Regions from separate parts of the Mus musculus genome. Here region 1 is linked to region 2. Evidence: chromatin contacts called from public promoter capture Hi-C data. All regions are on one chromosome and are shown on one strand. The core of a region is the stretch at or near the end of the contact, and the rest is flanking DNA. Distances in the headings are between cores, read along the strand shown. Region 1 holds the start of AY512931 (cDNA sequence AY512931). Region 2 has its middle 25 kb from the start of Zfp42.

The links. Promoter capture Hi-C pulls out the DNA fragments that hold promoters and counts their contacts.
Region 1: a promoter capture Hi-C map of embryonic stem cells shows a contact between it and region 2, with 5 times the contacts expected there. The contact joins the promoter of AY512931 here to the enhancer-like site in region 2. A contact is called at or near these places in 6 of 39 promoter capture datasets (the 3T3-L1 cell line, 3T3-L1-derived adipocytes, embryonic stem cells and 2 more), 2 of 115 datasets of contacts at active chromatin or transcription factors (both in embryonic stem cells) and 1 of 9 other capture datasets (embryonic stem cells).

What each region holds. Positions count from the first base shown.
Region 1 is chr8:45,063,898-45,067,775 of GRCm38.p6, reverse strand. AY512931 (cDNA sequence AY512931) reads left to right here and starts at 2,358. Exons shown (of 5, transcript NR_033588.1): 1 at 2,358-2,682; 2 at 2,767-2,851.
Region 2 is chr8:43,329,959-43,333,840 of GRCm38.p6, reverse strand. No RefSeq gene overlaps it. Among named protein-coding and RNA genes, the nearest start is that of Zfp42, 25 kb to the right of the region's middle. Within about 2 kb of position 2,015, at least 6 of the 459 cell types and tissues checked have an H3K27ac peak or open chromatin away from gene starts, as enhancers often do. A contact at or near this core is called in embryonic stem cells, where this site is marked.

The sequences.
Region 1 (3,878 bases), core at 1,109-3,608, 1.7 Mb before region 2:
AGGGCCCCCTCACTAAGTGAGCATGAGAGGGAGAGTGGGACCGAACCCCATCATCGTGAGCATAGAAAAGACCCATGAGCTTAGGTCATCAACTGACCTAGGGCTCTCTGCACAGCCCTGGGAGAGCTTTTTCAAATGGGCAGTCTTACACGATGTTAATCTGACAGGGTTTGACACTGTGAGGGCCATATGTTGGCTGAAACCCTGCAACACTGGCCAGTGAAGTAACGTGCAGAGGTATGCAATCAGTCATGAGTGAAAACAGGTTTTGAACTTGAGTCCCCCTGAGTCCACAGCTCCAAACCTCATTTCTAAGTGACTGTGTTTCTCAATAGACCGGTATTGGCCACAGAAATGTTTGACACCTATAATAAGAAAAACATAACATAAACTATATAAAACAGGAGATGATATATGGTATAGCAATACAATATATGATATGATATATATGATATATGACATGATGTATATTGTTGATATATGACATGATATATGTATGTGAATATATGATGTAACAATGAAGCATTGTAATGCAATGTAACGAGTGTAACATTTTTGAGTGAGTGTGGGTAAAAATAATGGCAAGATGACTAGGGCTCATAATTAGAAATAATTAAAACTGGAAATTGAGAATTAGAGGGTGTCACTGGTGTATAGTATATGTTTAGCATACCTAAAGCCCTGGGTTTAGTTCCTGGTACCACTACTCAAAATCAAAAAGGCTCAATTTGGGGGTAAATACACAAAGCTTTTTCCTCCATTTTCTCTCTGAAGTCCTTGTAAATTGTATATTTTTAAAAAAACCAAAACTGGGCTAACAAGACGGCCCAATGGCTCAACTTGCTAAGTTTGAGACCTAAGTTCCTTTCCCACATTTCATTAAAAATCAATTTTTTTTCTCATCTAATACATCCTGATTATGGTTTTTGTTCCCTTTACTTGTCCCAGTTCCTCCCATCCCAGCCCCTTTTTGAAAGTCCTGAGTTCTTATCTCCAGATCCCACACAGACATGCCTCTGTGTCCCGATGGGGAGCAGAGAGGAACAGTTATAAGTCCAAAGCCCGGTGTTTCCAACACGGACCAATAAAGACTGCCTCAAACAAGGCAGAAGGCAAGGACTCACACCCAAGGCCCAAGGTTGTTCTCTGACACATGTGCCTTGGCTGTCTCTCTCTCTGTCTCTCTGTCTCTCTGTCTCTCTGTCTCTCTCTCTCTCTCTCTCTCTCACACACACACACACACACACACACATACACACACACCTAGTAAGCCTGAAAAGTGGGGCCCACAAGAGAGCTGATTTTTCAGTTATGGTTTACAGTAAGAGCTGCAGTGGACAAGAACAGCTTAAAGATGGACTTGTGATCTTTGTGGGAACTGCTACAAGACATAGCTCCTGCACTCTCCATGCAACTCCTGAGACTGACCTGGAAAGAATGCCTGAGCTCAAAGCAGACCCAGAAGTGCTTTATCTCAGAGGAGGGCTGGATCTCCAGTGGCATGCTGGGAAAGGAATGAGGTCTCCTGGTAGGACAAGAGCATTTGTCTATCACAGTAGCTAACAGAGAAAGATACATTCTTTTTTTCCTTCCAACTACAGGTGAGAAACTGAATCATTAATTTCCCTATAAATGGGTTCTCTGCTGCTCAAAACCTTGCTGAACACAAGTCCTGAATACATTAAAAGCCTCTGTGGGATTTTTTTTTCTACCACTGAAAGAGAAGATGTATGATCATACATTATACACCTGAACACTGCCTGCTGGGCTCAAATAAAGGATATTGCTGTGTGTCTTAGTTAGGGTTTTACTGCTGTGAACAGACACCATGACCAAGACAAGTCTATAAAAAACAACATTTAATTGGGGCTGGCTTACAGGTTCAGAGGTTCAGTCCATTATCATCAAGGTGGGAGCCTGGCAGTATCCAGGCAAGCATGGCGCAGGAGGAGCTGAGAGTTCTATGTCTTCATCCAAAGGCTGCTAGTGGAAGACTGACTTCCAGGCAACTAGGGTGAGGATCTTAAGCCCACACCCACAGTGACACACCCATTCCAACCAGTTCACACCTATTCCAACAAGGCCACGCCTTCAGATGGTGCCACTCCCTGGTCCAAGGATATACAAACCATCACACTGTGTGAACACACCACACAGGGGGGGGGGAGGGAGAGGGAGGGAGGAGAGGGAGGAGAGGGAGGAGGGGGAGAGGGAAGGGGAGGGGAGGGGGAGAGGGAGAGGGGGAGAGAGGGGGGAGGGGGAGGGGAAGAAGGGGAGAGGGGGAGAGAGAGGGGGAGAGGGAGAGGAGGAGAGGGGGAGGGAGAGGGAGGAGGGGGAGAGGGAGAGAAAGAGGGAGAGAAAGAGGGAGAGGGAGAGAGCACACCTGGTGCCACATGTATAGAAATTCGCCTACCTCTAAAGCAACAGAGACTTGTCCAGATTTGATAAACTTAGTTCTGCCTCAAGAAAACATTAGATTTCAGCCATGAGTTAGCCCATCTATAGCAGGGCTGAGACCTCATCTTAAACCCCGAGGGTGTGGGGAACTCCAATCCCTTTGATCTTAGGAGAGGTTCTATTTTTTCTAGAGGGGCCCGCCATAAAGCTTGAATTAGAACCGGGACCTGAATGTCATGAGCAATTTCGTTCCAAGTGTCTCCTGAGCACGCCTGGGAAACTTCAGTAAGTCAAAACATTTGGAACCCAGGAACCATGACTGTGAAAAATAAGTTTTTTTGTTTTTGTTTTTGTTTTTTTTTTTTCCAGGAGAGCCAGAGAGGGGCCTCTGTGTGTGGTCGTGCTGGAGGAGACACAATAATGGAGCTGACCATAGGTAAAAGATTTCAGACAAGTGAGTGATAATACTGGTGGAGCACCCCCAGTGAACCGGTTCCCTTTCCACCCCGACCACTACCCAGAAAGACAGAAAGGCCAGGGATATTTTTGGTATGGTGAGGCGCAGGCCCTTGCTGAGGCATTCCTTCCTGCTGAGGGACCAGCCAAGTGTCAGATATAGTATGGAATAGAGTTTATTCAGGTCATGAGGAGGGGAGTTGAGGGGGTGGTAGAGACAGAGAAAGGGAGAGGGAGGGGGGGGGGAGGGGAAGGGAGAGGGAAAGAGACAGAGGAGACCATGAACACGTGGAGAGAGAGTGGGGGAGGGGAATGGGGAGAGAAGGGACAGAGAAGGGGTGTGTGTGTGTGTGTGTGTGTGTGTGTGTGTGTGTGTGTGTGAGAGAGAGAGAGAGAGAGAGAGAGAGAGAGAGAGAGAGGAGAAAACAGTCCCTTTTATAGTGAGTCAGGCACTCCTGGCTGTTGCCAGGTAACTGTGGGGCGGAGCCTAGAAGAAATGCTAACAGTGAGGGGGGATGGTACTTTCTGAACTAGGGGCCCAAGAGCCTCACCTCCATTGTTCTTGCCAGCAAGGACAGGAGGGCGTCATTCTATGTCCTTTTCTCTCAGCGAAGCATGAAGTGGTCAGTGGTCCATGAGGGTATTGTTCTTGTGTTCTGAGCTGGAAATTCACTCAGAGATGTCCCGCCCGCCCCCGCCCCCCCCCCAGCTGCTTTAGGTTTGTTTTTACAGATTTATTTTTATTTTATGTATTAGTACACTGTAGCTGTCTTCAGACAAGAAGAGGGCATCAGATCCCATTACAGATGGTTGTGAGCCACTGTGTGGTTGCTGGGATTTGAACTCAGGATCCCTGAAAGAGCAGTCAGTGCTCTTAACCGCAGAGCCATCACTCCAGCTGCTTTAGTTTTGAAAAGATTTACAAAGTGAGCAGAAAGGCTCTTTATGATCTACTCTCACCGAGAGACAAAACCAGAACAAAGCAAAACAAACAAACAAACAAACAAAAAACCAAGCCCATAATA
Region 2 (3,882 bases), core at 766-3,265:
GAAAGAAAGGATTCCCAATGATATTCTGCTATACTTTTAGATTGGTGTCTAGCCCATTGTCAGCTGAGAAGGCTTCAGCCAGCAACTGCTGGAAACAGATGCAGGTACCCACAGCCAACACTAGGTGGAGCTCCTGTGGGAGCCGGAGAGGTCAAGGACACCACAAGAAAACCCACAGGGTCAACTAACCTGGACTCATAGAGGCCCACTGAGACTGACCCGGCTGAGTCACAGAGCCATGTGCATGAGTCTGACCTAGACCCTCTGCGTATATGTTAATAATTGTGTAGCTTGTGTTTTGGTGGGACTTATAACAGTGGGAGCGGAGATGTCTTTGTGGCTTTTGCCTGCTTTGGGAACCCTTCCCCCCCCCCCCCCCCGCTGGGTTACTTCCTCCAGCCTTAACATGAAGGGAGTTGCTTAGTCTTATTGCAGCCTGATATGCCATGTTTGGTTAATATCCCTGGAGGCCTGCCCTCTTCTGAAGGGAAACAGAGATGGAATGAATTATGGGAAGATGGAGATTCGAGGAGAGGGCCTGGGAGGAAAGGAGGGAGGGAAAACTGTAGCTGAGATGCGATATGAAAAAATAAATAATTAAAAAATACTGTGTATTGTCCTTTGTCCTCTTCCAAAGCTCCATATAAATGGTAGCTAAATTACACTGGTTACTGACATGTCACGTATGCCAAATAAACCGTCAAATTAGTCTACTGGTGGAGATCTGTTGAACACAAGGTGCAAAGCCCGCTGTAAAATATTTTCATCTTAGCTTGACAGGCAGTGTCTAAAACATTTGTCATTTCAAGATGTGAAAGACCCCTCCCCCCAAGATTTTCATTGGCTGGCGATAGCCCAGTGAAGTAACCAGCACCCTTCTCAATTGTTCCTCATTACCAAGTTGGGAGTTTGTTTAGGGTTTGGGGTTGGGTTTGGATTTGGAAGATTGTTTGTTTTTTGTTGCTGTTGTTTGGTTTTTTTTGTTGTTGTTGTTATTGTTGTTTTGTTTGTTTGATTGTTTTTGAACAGGGGTTCTCTGTATAGCCCTGAGTGTCCTAGAACTTGAAATATAGAACAGGCTGGCCTCGAACTCAGTGACCCTCCTGCCTCTGCCTCCCGGGTGCTGGCATTGAAAGAAGGAGTGCACCACTACCACCACCAGCACCACCAGGTGGCTTGTTTTGTTTTTGATATGAAGTTTCAGCATGTAGCCTTTGCTGGGCTACAACTCACTATGTAGCCCAGGCTAGCCTCAAGCTTGCAGTTCTCTTCTTTTTCTCCTAAGTGTTGGGATTGCAGGTGCATACCGTCATGCCCAACACCAAGTTTTAATACAAATCTTATATTTTTAAAACTCATATTACCTTCATTTTACTTATTTATGTATTTATTTACTTACTTACCTGCTCCCTTCCTTCCTTATTTTACTTTATTTACTCTAGGGGACACTGAGTGTGCTAGCGCATGTGTGTAGGTTCAAGGATGATGACCCTGCCCTTTGCTTTCACCGCGTGGGTTCCAGAGCCGGAGCTCAGGTCATCCCGCTCAGTGACACTGAGGCAACTCCCACCTCAGTTAATATAAAATATTAAATTTAACTCTCGACAGATGTTCTAGATCAAAGAGTCCCTCGTGTTCTCAGGCTGTCTCTACTCATTCATTTGTTCATGTAACAAATTATGTACCGAGCATGAAGTGTGTGCCAGGCACTTTTCTGAGCATGGGGTGAGACATGTACAGCAGAAAACCTGGAGCAAATCATTTCAGGCTACTGTAAGGGAAATTTAAAATGATGGAAACAAAGCAGCATGAATGGATTGCATAGATACGCCAAGAAAATAAGCTTCTAAAGGGATGACCACGGAGAACCTCTGCGTGATGACCCCATTGGAGCCGAGATGCAAGAGAAGAGAGAAAGTCACCCTGGCTGGAATGAAAGCACGATGACTCAGCCTTTCATCATCCTCTCTATACTGAGCTCTTCAAGGTGTGTTCTGTGTGCTGTGTGTTCTGTGGCTTTCACTGGGTAACATTTGCAAACCCAGTGGGGTATCCAAACCACCTCTTGTCTCATGCACACCTTAAACTCTTCGCACAACAGCATCAAGGAGGTTGGCTATGTGGTCACTTTGCTGGAGACTGGTTTCTAGCACCCAAGAAACAGCCTGTTACCCCGAGTGGCAGCTTTTGCAGTTGGAAGTTCGAGGCAGGCAAACATACATTTTTTTTTTTTTTTTTAGTTCATGACTAGCTTCTGCTACATAGACAGTTTCCGCTCACCCAGGGCCATGTAGTAAGACCCTGTCTAAATAAATAAATAAATAAATAAATAAATAAATAAATAAATGAATGAATGAATGAATGAATGAATGAATGAATAAATAAATAAAATTGGAAAGAAAGACCCTGTCTAAATAAATAAATAAATAAATAAATAAATAAATAAATAAATAAATAAATAAAATTGGAAAGAAATATCCAAGGCCCTTGTGTATGTAAGAAAATTCTCCTTGATAAGCACTTACTGAATCTTTACCGATGAGGAACTGTCTTGTGACTAAGGGATACAGAGGTAAATGAGGTATGGATTTTGTCCTCAAGGAGCTTAAACGGAGGCATAAGTTAAATCAGAAAAAGTGAGAAGCTAAAGGTTCGGAAGTGTGGGAATATCCACTATTAAGAAAGAGTAATTAAGGGCTGGCGAGATGGCTCAGTGGTTAAGAGCACTGGCTCTTGCAGAGGTCCTAAGTTCAATTCCCAGCAACCGCACGGTGGCTCATAACCATCTGAAAAAAGAAGGAATCTGATACCCCCAGATCTGATGTGTCTGAAGACAGCAACAGCAATAGTGTACTCACATACATAAAATAAACATTTAAAAAGAAATCTAAAAAAGAAAAAAGAAAAAAAAAAGCTGGGCGTGGTGGCACATGCCTTTAATCCCAGCACTTGGGAGGCAGAGGCAAGCGGATTTCTGAGTTCGAAGTCAGACTGGTCCACAAAGTGAGTTCCAGGACAGCCAGGGCTACACAGAGAAACCCTGTCTCGAAAAACCAAAACCAAAATAAACAAACAAACAAAAAGGTAATTATTTAATTATCTTCTCTCTGGAGACTCTGGAGATGTTCCATGTTTCGCATCTTGCCCTAAGCCTTGAACTATAAACCATGAGATGTCACTCCCACAGATACTATGAATGGCCTTAAACCAGAGGATACTAGTAAGAGTGTAAGTGGGGCGAAGGAGAGACACCCAAAGATTGAGCCCTGGCAGCAGTGTTGCTGAGGGAGTTTGATGGAATGGGAGCGGCAGCTATCTCAAGTTGTGGAAGAGCCAGCAAAAAGGGAACCGGAAAAGGGAAAGTGGCCTTTGGGTTTAACCTCATGCGGGGAACTGGTAAGGTTTAAAAGAACTGCTTCGTGGGAAAACAGAGGGGACAGATTTAGTGAAGTGTATTAAAGAAAACCTCGAGAACAGAAAGTCGACGTGACAAATTAGGACTTCTGGAGGTTTAATGTCACTGTGATCTTCGAGACCCTGCTAAAGGGCAGTTCCTGATTCAGCGGGTGCTTGGTCGGAACCGAGAGATGTTACTCTATCGAGTGATGCCACGGTGCCGGTGGGTTCTCATTTTAGTAGAAGCTGATAGTCTTATCTGTAAGAAGGAACGGTGCAGGGCGTCCAAGAGATGGCTCAGCCCAGCCGTGATGCTTGCTTCAAGCTTGGTATGGTGGTGCATGCCTTTAATGCCAGCAGTCGGAGGGAGTTCCAGGACAGCCTGGTCTACAGAGTGTGTTCCAAGGCAGCCAGGGCTACACGGTGAAACCCTGTCCAAAACAAAACAAAACAAGACAAAACAAAATGAACAAGAGTGCTTTTTGC